Regions from separate parts of the Mus musculus genome. Here all the other regions are linked to region 1. A link is a contact called in public HiChIP or PLAC-seq, Micro-C and promoter capture Hi-C data. All regions are on one chromosome and are shown on one strand. The core of a region is the stretch at or near the end of the contact, and the rest is flanking DNA. Distances in the headings are between cores, read along the strand shown.

What was found. Promoter capture Hi-C pulls out the DNA fragments that hold promoters and counts their contacts. Hi-C and Micro-C count contacts between places; a contact is called where the count stands out from the background. HiChIP or PLAC-seq counts read pairs in DNA pulled down with a chosen protein or histone mark.
Region 2: a promoter capture Hi-C map of liver shows a contact between it and region 1, with 2.5 times the contacts expected there. The contact joins the promoter of Dpysl5 here to the promoter of Fosl2 in region 1. A contact is called at or near these places in 2 of 39 promoter capture datasets (liver and pre-B cells).
Region 3: a contact with region 1 is called in a promoter capture Hi-C map of liver, with 3 times the contacts expected there. The contact joins the promoter of Agbl5 here to the promoter of Fosl2 in region 1. A contact is called at or near these places in 3 of 39 promoter capture datasets (embryonic stem cells, liver and pre-B cells), 1 of 484 Hi-C or Micro-C datasets (uterus) and 1 of 115 datasets of contacts at active chromatin or transcription factors (pancreatic cancer cells).
Region 4: an H3K27ac HiChIP or PLAC-seq map of microglia shows a contact between it and region 1, with 5 times the contacts expected there. The contact joins the promoter of Tmem129 here to the promoter of Fosl2 in region 1. A contact is called at or near these places in 1 of 39 promoter capture datasets (hippocampal neurons) and 2 of 115 datasets of contacts at active chromatin or transcription factors (microglia and pancreatic cancer cells).
Region 5: a contact with region 1 is called in a Micro-C map of embryonic stem cells, with 7 times the contacts expected there. The contact joins the promoter of Nkx1-1 here to the promoter of Fosl2 in region 1. A contact is called at or near these places in 1 of 39 promoter capture datasets (embryonic stem cells), 3 of 484 Hi-C or Micro-C datasets (all in embryonic stem cells) and 1 of 115 datasets of contacts at active chromatin or transcription factors (embryonic stem cells).

Annotation. Positions count from the first base shown.
Region 1 is chr5:32,135,103-32,137,802 of GRCm38.p6, forward strand. Fosl2 (fos-like antigen 2) reads left to right here and starts at 1,370. Exons shown (of 4, transcript NM_008037.4): 1 at 1,370-1,703. The coding sequence starts at 1,602.
Region 2 is chr5:30,710,016-30,712,828 of GRCm38.p6, forward strand. Dpysl5 (dihydropyrimidinase-like 5) reads left to right here and starts at 1,549. Exons shown (of 13, transcript NM_001356948.1): 1 at 1,549-1,987.
Region 3 is chr5:30,887,445-30,890,265 of GRCm38.p6, forward strand. It overlaps Agbl5 (ATP/GTP binding protein-like 5), which reads left to right and starts at 1,490. Exons shown (of 16, transcript NM_001374737.1): 1 at 1,490-2,080; 2 at 2,676-2,821. The coding sequence starts at 2,722. It overlaps Gm35795 (a long non-coding RNA gene), which reads right to left and starts at 1,511. Exons shown (of 2, transcript XR_376844.2): 1 at 1,403-1,511; 2 at 1-550. n-TYgta9 (a tRNA gene) reads left to right here and starts at 639; the gene lies at 639-727. It overlaps n-TAagc15 (a tRNA gene), which reads left to right and starts at 1,071; the gene lies at 1,071-1,143.
Region 4 is chr5:33,656,459-33,659,251 of GRCm38.p6, forward strand. It overlaps Tmem129 (transmembrane protein 129), which reads right to left and starts at 1,519. Exons shown (of 4, transcript NM_026698.3): 1 at 1,165-1,519. The coding sequence starts at 1,369. It overlaps Tacc3 (transforming, acidic coiled-coil containing protein 3), which reads left to right and starts at 1,670. Exons shown (of 15, transcript NM_001040435.3): 1 at 1,670-2,269.
Region 5 is chr5:33,432,776-33,435,475 of GRCm38.p6, forward strand. Nkx1-1 (NK1 homeobox 1) reads right to left here and starts at 1,315. Exons shown (of 2, transcript NM_011320.1): 1 at 850-1,315. The coding sequence starts at 1,315.

The DNA.
Region 1 (2,700 bases), core at 120-2,619:
CAGGACGCCCGCTGTACCGGGCGGCGCCGCTGAGGGTGCGGACGACTGCGCACGGCCGCGCCCTCCCCGCGAGCAGCTCTGCGCGCCGGGCTCTCTGCCTCGCGGTGGCGCCGCACTGAGCCGCCCGTCTCGTCTTCAGGGCTGCGATTTTTTTTTTTTTTTTTTTTTTTTCCTTTTCTAAAACCCGGAGCCCAGGCCGGCGCGGCCGCTTTCGGGGCCCCGCCCCGCGCCCCTTCCTTTTGGTTGGGGATGGAGGGGAGGAGGTAGGGAGGCCAGGGCGCAGGCGGGAGCAGGCGAGGGAATCCCTCTCCCTCCACGTCACCCGAAGGCGAGGAAACCCGCATTCGCGTCCTCTAACGCAAATGACCATCTTTGGCAACGTGCGCCAATGGAACAGACCAAGGGCGCTGCGCCCCAGGGGGGGTGGAGGAGTTCGGCGAGAACGCGGGCGGCCTCGGCGCCCCCGTAGTGCGAGGGCCGCGCTCTCCCACCCTCCCCGCCTCCCGCCTTCCTCGCGCGGGGTCTGTGGCTGGCGTCAGCGCGACCGCGAGCGAGGCCGGGAGGGGAGCGCCCCGCCCGCCTTCTCCCCTCCCCTCCCGCGCCTCTTCCTCCTCCTCCTTGTCCCAGGCCTCCTCCCCCGCCGCCTCGAGCGCTCCTCCCAGCAAGGTGGAGTCTAAGGTTGACGTGAGTGGATCCACATGGTGCGGGGCTGGAGAATAAAGAGTGTGGAGTTGAACTCGTGCCATTGTAGTGACTCATCTCGGGCAGAGCGCAGGGGCTCGAAGCGAGACAGTGAGCGGCGCTCGGCAGGGACAGAGAGAGAGAAAGAGAGCGAGCGCAAGAAAGAGGGGGAGAGAGGGGAGGGCGAAGCGAGGCGAGAAGCGCGAGGCTTGGCAGGTCCTGGAGCCAGCACGGGGTGCAGGTCACTGCGACGCGGAGCCACGTCCCTCTCAGCACCGCTCAGCCTAGAATCCCACGGGCGCTGTCCCACCGGCGCGATCGGGGCCGCTGGACCGGCGCTCACCGCCTTGTCCTAAGTCAAGTGTCCGAGTCGCCGGGAAACTCAGGCGGCGAGTTGGCCACAGGAAGTTTATTCTCGGGCTCCTTTTCTAAAAGGAGGAAACAGAAGTTTCTCCCAACCGGCAGCTTTTCTTTTTCGCCTTTTTGGCGCCCTGAGAGATCGGGGAGGGAGTCCCCCAGAGCTGCCAAGCGACACCCGCGGGGCTCCTAGTCTTTTTGCGTTGCCCATTTTTCTCCAGCCCGTGGGTCCCGGCAGAGCTCCGGCTGCGCGCGGGGGCGGAAGGGCGCGCGCAGGGGAGGGACCGAGGGACGCGCCGACTTTTTAGAGGGAGGGACTCGGTGGACAACCGGTTCCGCGGAGCTTGCAGAGCAGAAACGAAGTGCGGTGCGCGGCGATCGGGGGGGTCACTTCCCGAGTGTCGCTGCCTCCTGTCTGCCTTGGTTAGGGGACATCCCGGGAGCGAAAAGCCCAGCCCGTGGCCGGGCCGGTGGACCAGCGAGCGCGCAGCAGACTGTGCGCGGCCGCGGCGAGGGCGGGGAAGAAAACCACCCTGTTTCCTCTCCGGCCCCCACCGCGGATCATGTACCAGGATTATCCCGGGAACTTTGACACCTCGTCCCGGGGCAGCAGCGGCTCTCCTGCGCACGCCGAGTCCTACTCCAGCGGTGGCGGCGGCCAGCAGGTACGTGCGGGCCGGGGTGCACCTGGCGGCGCGGGCAGACTCCTACCCTCTTCTTGCTCCCACTGCCTCCACCCCCAACCTCCTTCTTTTCCCTTTCCTAGCCAGGCTAGAAAAATACTTCACCGCTGTAAGTTGTGGGTTTCTTTTCTTTTCTTTTTCTTTTTTTTTTTCCTGTTCCGCCCTACCCACTCTCCACTTTTCTTTTTCTTTTTCTTTTCTTTTCTTTTCTTTTTTTTTAAGCAAGTGGAGAGTGGGCTTGAAGAGCCAACGACACCCTCTCCCCCTTTTCGTACTTAATTTTCCAGAAAAGCTCTTGAAATTACAGGTCCCCTCCGGGAAGCCTGTTGCCTCCTTCCGAGCCGCTCTCCCTCCCTTTTCACGTTCCTCTTTCTAGGTAGTGGATAGGCAAGAAAATTTTTGCGCCCCCTAAGCCCCTCCCAGCCGTCAAGGACCCTACGGGGGGGGGCGGGGGGGAAGGCTTTTTAACCCTTTCTTCTTCTGTTATTCTTCGGTCTTAGCTGTTTTCTGAAAGGGATTGGGGACTCAAAAACAAAGCTGGGCTCCTTCAAGTGTTTGGGAGTGAGGGCGAGGGTTGCCCCTGGGAATTAGGTGCGAAGGTCAGGAAGGAAGAAGCTGGCTTTGATTGGCTCTTGACACCTCCTGTGACACCCCCCCTCCAGCTTCCGGTAAGGGTTGGGCAGGAGCCTGTACTTCCCCCCCCCCCCAGCAGAACTTTGAGGGGCTTGGGGGTACCTGGGGCAAAGAAGCTGTCAGAGAGAAGTGGGAGAAAGAGACACATCGCTTGAGCTCCTGAGTGGATTTAGAAGTAGAAAAACATCTCTTTCTAAAGCAGCCAGACTGGTTTGCACTGAAGGATTGTGCCTGTAATCTGTGTCTTTGTAGGTACCAGACAGGTATTGGTGGGGCGGTAGGGGTGGTAGGGTACCTGGCCTGTGTCGCAGGAACCACAAACACCATCTTGTGAGGGAATTGCATG
Region 2 (2,813 bases), core at 299-2,798, 1.4 Mb before region 1:
TCCCTGGACAGTTTGGGGAGACTAGACAGGGCCTTCAACTGGAGCAATTTACACACACACACACCCTTCACTGGTATTAGGAGTGTTTTGAGGATGGCCATCTAAGCTTGTCTGGAGGTTCTTTGCACAAGCTTACTACCAGAAAAAAAAAAAAAAAAAATCCACTCTTAGAGTGGAATTGGAGACCAGCCAAGCGGTGGTGGCACACGCCTTTAATCTCAGCCCTTAGGAGGCAGAGGCAGGCGGATTTCTGAGTTCGAGGCCAGCCTGGACTACAGAGTGAGTTCCAGAGCTACACAGAGAAACCCTGTCTCGAAAAGCCAAAAAAAAAAAAAAAAAAAAAAAAAAAAAAAAAAAAAAAAAAGAATTGGAGACCAAATGTAGTAACCCCGCACCCCCTAGGGGCACGCCTGTGTGGCCCTAAACGCATCCAGGAGTGGATCACAGAGCACATGACCCAGTGGGACCCACATTTGGAGGACTGGAGCTTAACGTGCAGGCTGTACATTTTGTTAAAATTCAGAGGATCCTGCTCCCTCCACCCGAAGTTATAAAGTACGATTTTCTTTGAAAATAGCCTTAGAGAAAAGCACTTCAGGAAAGCAGCCAAGGGACTCACACCCCCGTCTCCACCCCCGGAACTGAGGGAAGCCCTGGAAAGAACCAACTTCTTCAACAGCAGTTGTAGATCCCCAGGAATCCAGGGGCGGGGGCAGTATTAATGCTGCATTTCCACACGGGTTTGCAACACCATTGGGGTGACATCAAGTGAAGAGATTCAAGTTCTGAAGCTATATTTAAGCTGTCACAATAATGACAGACTAACACGGAGCTCAGGGAAAGGCCTGAGCCATAAATTAGTTAAGGAAAAAGAACTGTCTCGCTCCATTTACAGGATCGTTTGTGGTTAAGTCAACTGTGTACTAAAATGGTGAAACTGGACAAGGTGTGGCGGTGAACATCTGTAATCCCACTATTCGGAAGGCAGAGGCAGGAGGTTCAATTCAAATTCTAGGCTAGCAGGGGGCTACCTAATAAAACCGTCAAAACAACAGCAACCCGGAAATAAAGATGGTGGTGCTGATGTGAAATGAGTTTAAAACACACACACACACACACACACACACACACACACACACACTTTCTTTTAAAGGAGATGTCAAAAATAGGATAGGACCTGGGCGCTGGACATCGACGTCCAAGCGCTGCTCTGGAAAAGACGGTGGCTTCAATACCTCAAGAGAAAGAAGGTGCGAAGTGAGGCGCCCAGAGTGGCCGTTCCCTTGGTCTATGAGAACAGTGTTCCTGTACTGACCACCTCGCCCTCTACAGTCTGCAATCCCATCAGTCTCAGACTCGGTAGGACGCTAATCCGATGGCGCAACTGGGAACCCGCAGCCTCGGAGAGACCCCGCCACCGCATTGTTTCAGCCCCTCGGGTGGGGTCTTGCAGGAGGAGGGGAGGCGATGTGTCCTCCGGAGACGCCCTATACCCTCCCAGGGGACTCGAGCCATACCGCCCCAGCGCCTGGGCTTTGTGAAGTGTCGCTAGTTACCATGGGACCAGAAAGGAACGCTGAGAATGGCGCTTAGATGGCTGGGGGTTGTCGAGGTCCTGGGGCCATGCCCTCTGTCCCTTCTCGGACCCGGGGCCTGCAAAAGGGACTGTCGGGATTTGTAGTCCCAAAGGCGGCGGCAACGCGGAGGACGCGGGGCGCTACTGGTCCCGCCTCCGCCTAACCTGCTAGCTCGAGGTGGCGAGCACTTGGGGCGGAGCCCTCGGATCCGTGATTGGCCCAGGCGGCTCCCCGCCCCCACCCTCGTCCCCACCCCCGCTCGCCACTCGGGACTCCGCTCCAGGCGCGCAAGGCAGCCACCGAGAGAGCGCGCTAGCAGCCGCTCCCGCCCCGTGCAACCGCAGCTACCGCGCCGCGGCGAGACCCAGAGACCGACCGACGGACCCGCACAATCGCATCATCCTGGAGCAGTGGGTGATGGCAAGGGGAGGGTGGTGGGCTTGATCTTTCCGGGCTGCAACATCCACCCCTCTTTCAGTTTCTCCCTGAGGCTCACAAAAGGGAGGGAATTGGGTTGCGCCTAGGCTCCTCCAGCCGATGAAAGAGATGTTGAGGATTCAGGCAGATCCGGACTAAGGTGGGGCGCAAGTCTGGGTCTTTGTAGTCCCACAGAACTCGGCTTGGTGACTTGCGACGCCTAAGGCATTAATGTGTGCTGGAAAGATTTACAAATAGCTAGAATAAGGAGGCAGCTAAGTTGAAGGGATTCACGCCTAGCACCCAGTAGTCGCGCAGCCGTAGCTGGTCGACGTGCAGTAAATGGCTAAAAGGTGGGGTGTAGGGGAGTGTTTCTGTGGTGGCCGGACCTGTCCTCTTGTACGTCCCTGGATCGCCGCGGTCCCTAGTTCCCACCAACTGCGCCTCTGGTCTGATATCTGCCTAACGTGGTCCTAACCCCATCGTTTGTATCCTCTGTTCCCTGAGCAGAGCAGAGGCCCTAGAGGCACCTGCCGAAACCACAAAGGCCTCTTGCATCTGCCCAGCCCCTGGCGGCGCGGCGCTAGGTCCCTCCGCTGGAGCCATGTCGCCTAGTCTGCCACGCAGCATCTATCTTGGTGGGTGAGGGATATCGATGCCCCGGGCCTGGGGAGATGGCTGGAACAAACGGGCGTGGAGGCCTGGATTTGAGCAGAAAGGGGGAGATGGGTGGGGACAGGTGATCGAATCTGGAGGAGGAGGCTGTGGTTTGGGAAGGGCTGACAATTGGGTGGGAGGCGGGTCTGAAGCTTCGCGCAG
Region 3 (2,821 bases), core at 240-2,739, 1.2 Mb before region 1:
GCCAATAGAGGGCTGGCCCTGTGAGGAAGAGCAACAAATACGTGAGCCAGATAAGGGGTCAACCCATCACGGCAGAGAAGACACTTGGTTGGCAGTGAAGCCCAGGTGGGGCGGAAACCTTTCCCAGACCTCGACCATAAAAGCGAGGTTATAAGCGACTAGGGCAGGACCTGGGACTGCACCCAGCCAGTGGGCTCGGAGAGTAGGAGTCCGGGCCGCCGCTGCATCCCAGCGTCCAGGGCATAGGGGTCCCTCGCTCCCGTGGCTCGGTCTTCCCTTCTGGCCTGGGTCTCGGTGAATGGACCCCGACACTTCAGCTGACGGAGCGAATGTCTTTCGCATCATCAGAACAACATGCTTTATATACTTTCATCACGCCGAAAACCAAAGGAAACCTGGAGCAGAAGCAGCATTCGTAGTCCCAAACACCGAAACTAATGTCTGCTTAGCGAGAGGAAGGCCGCCCCAGCTTTAGCCTCAATCCGGCTCACGGCGAGCTCCTGCCGCAGGGTGCGAGCCTGCAAGCCCGCCTTTCTTCTGGCCCGGGATCCTTTAGTTTACGCAGAAACACATTAGGGAAAAAAAAAAAATCTTGGTAAGCATTAGAGGGAAAACTGCAGCAGCCCGACGCAGCGGGGCCTTCGATAGCTCAGTTGGTAGAGCGGAGGACTGTAGTCAGTACAATATGGTAATCCTTAGGTCGCTGGTTCGATTCCGGCTCGAAGGACTTCGTGCACTACTTTTAGTTTACCTACACCCTAGGTCAATTGCTCCGTGGGGGAAACGCTTACTTGAGGATAGGCAGTGTATTTTCCTGGCTACGTTGAAAACCCCTTGAGTACATATAGCAGTTAAGTAGTCGAAGTACAACGTACCTTGTTCGCATATTAGGTGTTAAAGCTATAGTGACATGTACTTCAAGAAAAGTCCTTATTGCTTATGTATGTATTACATGGCTCTGTTTCAAAATCTTGCTGAGGGCTCCATCCTACTTTATATTGTGAACTACATTAGAAAACTGAGTCTCAGGAAACCTTGTAAAGGTTACAGGAAGGTACAGCACTACAGCTGGGGGATTAGCTCAAATGGTAGAGCGCTCGCTTAGCATGCGAGAGGTAGCGGGATCGATGCCCGCATCCTCCACTTCCTTTTACACACCATCAGGCTCATGATCTGTTGTGTCCACGTTTCGTTACACAGTAGAGCTAGGAGCACGGTAAACAAAGATCGGCTTCACATGCTATTTTCTTATTCACAGGTAAGTCTTTTCCTGTTTCCTGCTCACTGCTCTGTCTTTCCCGCCTCGGGGAGGCGGGCCGTTAACCGCCTACAGAGAAGACGCCTAGTGAGCCGCACACGGCGGTGGCCCGCGGAAGCCCCCAAACGGCCCCCTCACAGGTACCTGCCAACGTGCACGGAACCCTGCGTGGCGACCAATGGCAGTGCGCTTTACTGGGCGGGTAGCCAGCTGCAGCTGCGGCCAATAGGCAAGAGACTTCTTGTTTCCTGGCAGAGTGGGGTCCCGGCACCGCGGCTCTCTGGTTTTGTGTGGGTCCCGGGTGGAGGGCCCGGGTGCCGGGGCCCGAGGTGCCGCCTCGCTAGCGGGAGAGGGAGCGGGAGCAGCGGCCCGGAGAGAGGTGAGGGGCTTCGCGTGGACTGCGGCCCCGCCGGCAGGCCCCGCCCCCTTCTCAGCCCGCTCTGCCGGAGCCCCCGTCGAATGCCACCCCGCCCCCCGGCCTGCCGCGGCCGGCCCGCCGACCCCGCCTTTGGTTGACTCCCTCTGCTCCTGTGGCCTCACCTCTGACCCCTAGGACCCGCCTTCCTGTCCGCCAGTGTACCTGTCTCGACCCCTCCCACGCTTCCAAACCCCACCCTGCCCTGGACAAGCCAGGCAGCGCGAGGGTCCTCGCGAATCGAGGAGCTGCCTGCTGCTTCCAAGCGGGACTCTACTGGCCCAGCCTTCCTAGGGGTGCTTAGGACGCCCGTTACCCACACCTTCGAGGGTAGCTTTTGCACGGGCTCGTGTCTACAGGGCGGGAGGATGGAAACAGACCCTAATTGGAACTGAGGTTCAGGGCAGGTGAGCAAGTGGCTTTGGCCGGGCATAGGCTACGTTTTCATAATAGGCGTAGTAGAGGAAGGGGGTGGTAGCAACGCTCTTCAAGGTCTCCGAGAAACGAGTATAATTACAGTCGGTGCTTGTGAAGACAAAAGAGGTAAAGAAAGGAAGCTACCATTTACACTTAGAAACTTGGTTCTTCTTGCTCCGGGCTGTCCAGTACAAAGCCAATATAGGAAATTTTAATATGGCCTCTCCCTCATAGAGTCAGTGGCAACCACCCGACCTCGAGTCTCTGCCTCTTAGGTTGTTAAAAAGCTTGAGAATCTAGCGTTTTCCAACTCAACTAAGGAAGCTAGTGAGCATTCGATTGGGGAACGGTGGTGATGTAGTAAAATAGGGTGTTTTTAGGTCGCTCATACTCCTTGGGTGTCCAGGGACAGAGTTGTGCTTTCTCTTGATCTTACTGAAAGGCTACTTCCAGGTTTTCTATGAATAAGAGCGTTTTGCTTCATAGAGTAGAAAAGACATTTCTCATTTATCCAGACATACCAAACACATTGTTTCATTTTCTGCCCTTCCTCCCTATCCCAACTTTGATTTTTTTTCCCCCCAGCTCTCAGGGCCTGTGTGGGGCAAGAGGATGCTTTCCCAGCCCCACCATGGAGCTGCGCTGTGGGGGATTGCTGTTCAGTTCTCGCTTTGATTCAGGGAACCTAGCCCATGTGGAAAAGGTGGAGACTGTGTCTAGTGATGGGGAAG
Region 4 (2,793 bases), core at 269-2,768, 1.5 Mb after region 1:
GAGAAACCAGTTTCAGAGCCCTGTTAACCCAACAGGGAGCAACTTGAACATCAAAATGATCTGCAGATGGTAAGGTACTGTTTGAGCAGGCTCCAATCTGCAAAAAACAATAGTAACTGTTTACTTCTAGCCAATTCACTACATGTTAAAATAACTTGTTATGTAGCAACAGAAGACAGCTCCACCGTCTGTCTGCTCTCAATATGACCTCCCTGAGTGACTTGTGCTTATTAACTTTGGGTTCCTTGTTCTGGTATGGGAGTGCCCACTGGACAGCCCTTGGTCAGGAGTCCTGCCTTAGAGCCCCACACTCTTGATATGCCTTGCAGTGTACTAACTAGGTCTCCAAACCAAACTACATGACCATGCCAACTCCATCTCCAGTTCTCCAAAGGAGTCCTCTCCACCCTCCTTCTTCTCAAAACAGATCTGAGTGTTTCTATTACCACACCTGCCTCTGCCTCTCTGGAGCCTAAGCAGCTGCTTCACACCAATCATTCCTGTGCCCAGAGCTGCAAGTATGACAGACAAGCAGACATGTGTTCTCCCAGATCTATCTTTCCCTGTCCCTGTAGCTTCCAAAGGTCTCCTTCATCTGGATCCCAGACTTCAATCACTGCTATATTCCAGCAGTTTCCCCAACCTTTCCTCCAATCAGCCAACAGATGGGCCTCTCCGAGGTCCCACTAGCACTTGGGGCACCACATACCATGGCCTTGGACAGGGCCATAGACCTAGCCCGGCAAAGGAAACGCTCCATTAACATTCCCAACCTTGACCGTCTTCATCTCTGCCTGCTCTTCTTACACCCACCTTCCCCTGGGATCTCTCCAACCCCTGTTGTAATGAAATCAACAGGAGCTCTTTCCTATAGAAATCGTCCAACATAGCAAGCAGGCTGAACGATTCTGCACTCCAGCCGCAGTGATGTCAAAGACTGGAGCTTAGCCCCACCCGAGCACCACTCGCAGGACAGCGCCAGGGCCGCCGCCTCCCAACTGGAAGAGCGTATGGTGCTCTAGAGCGCTCAGCTCACAGCCAGGGCTGCAGAGATCCCGCTTGCTTGTTCATGATCTTGACCGGCTTCTGCTCCAGTTCCTCACCCTTGGAGTCTCCAAGCGCCCGGTTAAGCGCCAACCACCGGCCGGCACACAGGAGGCTCACCTAACGGCAGCAGTGAGTGACACAGTAGTGTGGCGGAAGTGCGGCGAAGGTGGTAAGGTACGAAGGCGGCGTCCTCGCTGCCCAGCCAGCCCGACAACAGATTCTGCACTGTGAGCCCGGCCGAGTAGAACTCGTTGGGCGTGAACACGAAGCACACTGCGAAGACCAGGTAGGCCAACGTGAAGGTCACCTCAGGGCTGTCCATCCCGCCACCGCTCACTGGGCCGTGCAGAGGCAGGAGAGTCCAGTTCTGGACAGTTGGTTTGTTGCCGCAGCCACCGCCGTCAGATCGCCCGCGGGGCACTCTGGGAAACGGAGTCCAAGTCCGGCTACTGGCGGGGCATCCTGCGAATCTGAGCGCCTCCTGTCCAGGCACCCGCAAAGCATTCTAGGAAATGGAGTCCCCTCCTCAGGCTGCCCGCGGGGCACTGTGGGAGACAATTTCCCTGTTGGGTTGACCCGAAGGGCACCCTGGGAGTCAGAGTCTCGCGAGGCCGCCCCCGGCATTCTGAGTGGGGAGTTCTCGGACCCTACGCTGACCCACAAGCTGTGAGCCGCCCAGACACCCCCCGTAAGGGTTCAACTTCTCCCTTACAAACAGCTCGGAGGAGACACTGCAACTGGGTCCATTTAACAGCTGAGAAAAACCGAGCCAGGGCGAACTGGTTTCCAACCGCATTCGCGGCCGACCATGAGATTTTCTGGGCCATGATGGCTCTCACAGTCACTGGCTACCAACAAGCCCTCTCGGCCCCCGATGCTAGACCACAGTTCCCATACGCCCCAACGCTCCCACTGTGCCCTCAGTCCCGGAAGCGGAACTCCCTGCGCAAGAAGGGCGGGACCAGTATGGCTTGCAATTGGCCACAGGTGGCTCTACGGAAGCCTCTTCTCCAACGCGCTGATTGGCTGTGGAACGCCAACTTTCGGTATTTGAATCTGGGGCGGGCGTAGCGGACGACGTTCCGGGACTGCGAGAGCGGACCTTGTTGGGGTTCCTTCGGCTGGGTTTCTCCTGCTCCGTTTTCTTAGCGCGAAGCGGGCACGGCGCTCCTCCCTTGCGGTGGGCGTCCGCGCGGGCCCAGGGCTTGGCAACCGTAGTCAGGTAAGGGAAACGGCGATTTTTTATTTCCCTCGGGCGCAGGGTGGGGATCAGCCCCACGGAACTTGATTCCTGCGAGCTGAGTTACCGTTCCTGTCTTCCGCAGCTTCGCTCTCTCCCTTTGTTGAGGACCCACCCCTCACTCCAGCCTCCTCTGTTCTAAACTCAGGGGATGCACCTAGCCTCCTAGGCAGGACAGGAACCTGCCCGTGGGCTGGGCTTTGCAGGCCGGCCTGCCAGTGATCTCGGTCTGACCCAGTTGATGGCCTCCAAAGAGGCCGTGCTGGTTCCTGTTCTGGTCGAGCGTGTCGTGTAGGAGAATCGCGTCTCAGAGCCAGGGACATCCGTCGCCCCAAGTCTCTTACTCCATCTTTTCTGCGAAACTATTCTGTCTGTCGTCTGTCTTCCTGAACCCAGGGATATTTCTTGTTCCTGGGTCTGTGCCTCTAAGTCCTCCTTCCGTACAGCCTGACCACAACTTCAAAATAAATGGCTTCTCTTGGAAACGCTTTCTTTCCAACTCCAGA
Region 5 (2,700 bases), core at 65-2,564, 1.3 Mb after region 1:
TTGGCGGAGAGAGGGGTCCAACTGCAGCCTGCATGGCCTGCCCTTCCTCTCTCTAGGAACGGAAGGTCAATGCAACCGCGTTGGTAGAGCTGGCGGCCCCAGTCCAGTTCTCCCTGAGCGTTCTGGTCCATGAGAGGCGCAGGGGCCAAGAAGTTAGAGGAGGACGGGGGAGGGGCACAAAAAGCAATCAGGAGCTGGTCGAATGCAATTCGCGATCAATAGCGGCCCCTAATAAGTGTAATAGGTTTTAATCGAGTAATTATCCGAATTTTGACCCTATAATTTAGATGTTCGGGGGGAGTTTGCAAGGTGCTTGAAAGAGATATGCATGCGCCGTAATGGGATATCGACCGCAAAGGGGGCGCGGGCCGCCCCATTACCGGCCGCTTTCCGCCGCTAAGCACATTTCCCTTTAACTGTAATCGAAGGGATTTAATTGTTTTTCCAGAGATAACCAGCGTTTTGTCACAATTAGTCTGATTTGTCCAAAGGGGGAGGGCCGGGAAGGCCACGGTGGGGGTGGGTAAGTCACCAAGTCAGTCGCCGCATGTCCCTTTGCCTCCAGCACCAACTACCCTCCAACACCAAAGATTGACTAGATGAATCCTGGACCGTAGTCGCAACCCCAAGGCCCCAGATTTGGCCCAACAGAACCTTTCCAGAAGCGTGCAGCAGTGAGGGCCCTAGAGTCCGGGTCGGGAGGAGGCCACGGATGCTTGGGGCGGACCCCGCGCTCTGCGAACTTTCCACAGAGCCCGGCGGCGCTTGGGTCAGGCCCAGCTCGCCGGGAGCATAAACATTCCGGAGCAGTCGGTGTCCTCGCCCCTATCACCAACCCCTTATACTCACTTGTAGGCTCAGCTCCCGCGGCCGCTGCGACTCCTGTGGCGGCGGAGAGGGCTCGGCGTTCTAGCTCTGCGCGCGGCGAACGTCCGGAGGCAGCGGGGACCGCGACGCACGCGGCCGGGGCGCATGGGGCACACGTAGCGGGCACCACAGGGCCCAGTAGCACGCAGCGGCGTCTCCTACTGTTGAACTTGTTGGGATCTAGGATGTCCAACACGGAGAAGGAGGTGGGGCGCGGGGGCGCGGCGGGCCGGGCCGCTCCAGCCCCCTCTGGCACCGCGGGAACAGTGTCGCTGGCCGCGAGCGGTGGCACTCCAGCCCGGGGAAAGATGGGCAGCTCAGCTCGTCCGTCCATAGTGTCCCGAGCTGTAGCCGCAGGAGCCGGCGGTGCGGGCCCCGAGCCGGGCCCGGGCGGTGGCGGTGGCAGCGCGGGGACGTCCCCGGGTGCCGCCGGGCCGCTGGTACTCATGCGGGCCTCGGGCCGCTCAGGCGGCTCGGGCCCCCGCTACCTACTGGGATCCCATCCCTGCGCCCCGCAAAATCAGCCTCAGCCCAGCTGTTCCCGCTCTGCTGGTGCTGCCTGGCCTTGCCTCCGCCACCGCTTCAGGCGCCCGCCGCGCCGGGCCAGTGCATTTATGGCGGCCCCGCCGGAGGCGCCCACGCGCCCACACGCCGCACACACGTGCGCCCGCAGGCGGCCGCAGGGTTCCGCTTCCCTCGTTAGCGCTCACGCCTAATTGGCTGCGAACGGTCCCAAGCGGAGTAGGCGGGCCCGGTACGGGACTCACGGACTGAGCCGCAGAGACGGACAGACAGACGCCCTGCCCGGAGCCAGAGCACAGTCCACTGGAGGCTGGGGTGCTCAGCACCGTGCCGCTGCGCCTCCGCGGGGCTGGAAACTGCGTGCCCGCCTCCTTGGCGAAGGGGGAGGAGACAGTCGCCTTTTAAATAATTGCGGGATCAGTTGGCTGTGGAGGGCTGCAGAGGCCCCAGGACGTGGGAACCCACGCGCCCCGAGTTGGCCTGGACATCCCAGCTCAGGGTACCGCTAAGGCAGGTCTCTCCTGCTGCCGTGGCACGCGGGGTTCTGGGCTATCCTGGCACCAGGGGCTCTCGCGCCTTCCGCTGCTAGGACGGAAAGGGAGAGAGGGGTTCTTGCGGGTTCTGAGTCTCTCCAGGGTCTTCAGCCCCTTGTGGGGCGTGTTCCCAGAGTTTCGGTTTCCGCTGCCCTCGATTGCTGTTTTTCCGCGTCTGGAGCAATCTGGTCAGAATCTCTGTCCCTCCATCCTCACTGGCTTTGACTCCCGCCCCCTTGGCTGGATCAAATTAGGGACGACTCGAAATCCCCCGCAAGAGGCGGGGCTGGCGCCCGCGAGTGACGCTCATTAGAAGTGGAATCGAAATGAGTAGGGCTAGACGGCCGTCCTAGTCCCCGCCCCCCCCCCAAAGGGTGACCGAAAAATCGCACAAATAGCAGGTGGCCTACATAAAGATCGATACCCTTCATGTAACGGGAAAATATGTGTTTCTTCCAGAAATAATACGGAAACTGTCCTCTTCCCCATCCCTAACAAATCAGAAGGGCCGTTTGAGGCCTGAGCGTTTGTGCACCGTCTTGTCCAGTCTGGAGATTTACAGGACAGTCTCGGCGGACGACCTCGGAAGGTCGAGCCCGGCTTTGGAGGATGAGGGTCAGGTAGCCGATGCTTCGCTTCCTAGTTTTCCTCCTCCTCTCGCTCAGGCCAATGAGCTGACCCGCCTCTGAAGGACCCAGGTGGGACCCGGCGATGGAACTGGCGTGCCCAGAGTGTGAGTGTGTGCGCCTACGACGTGTGCTCCAGCGGGTATGCATTC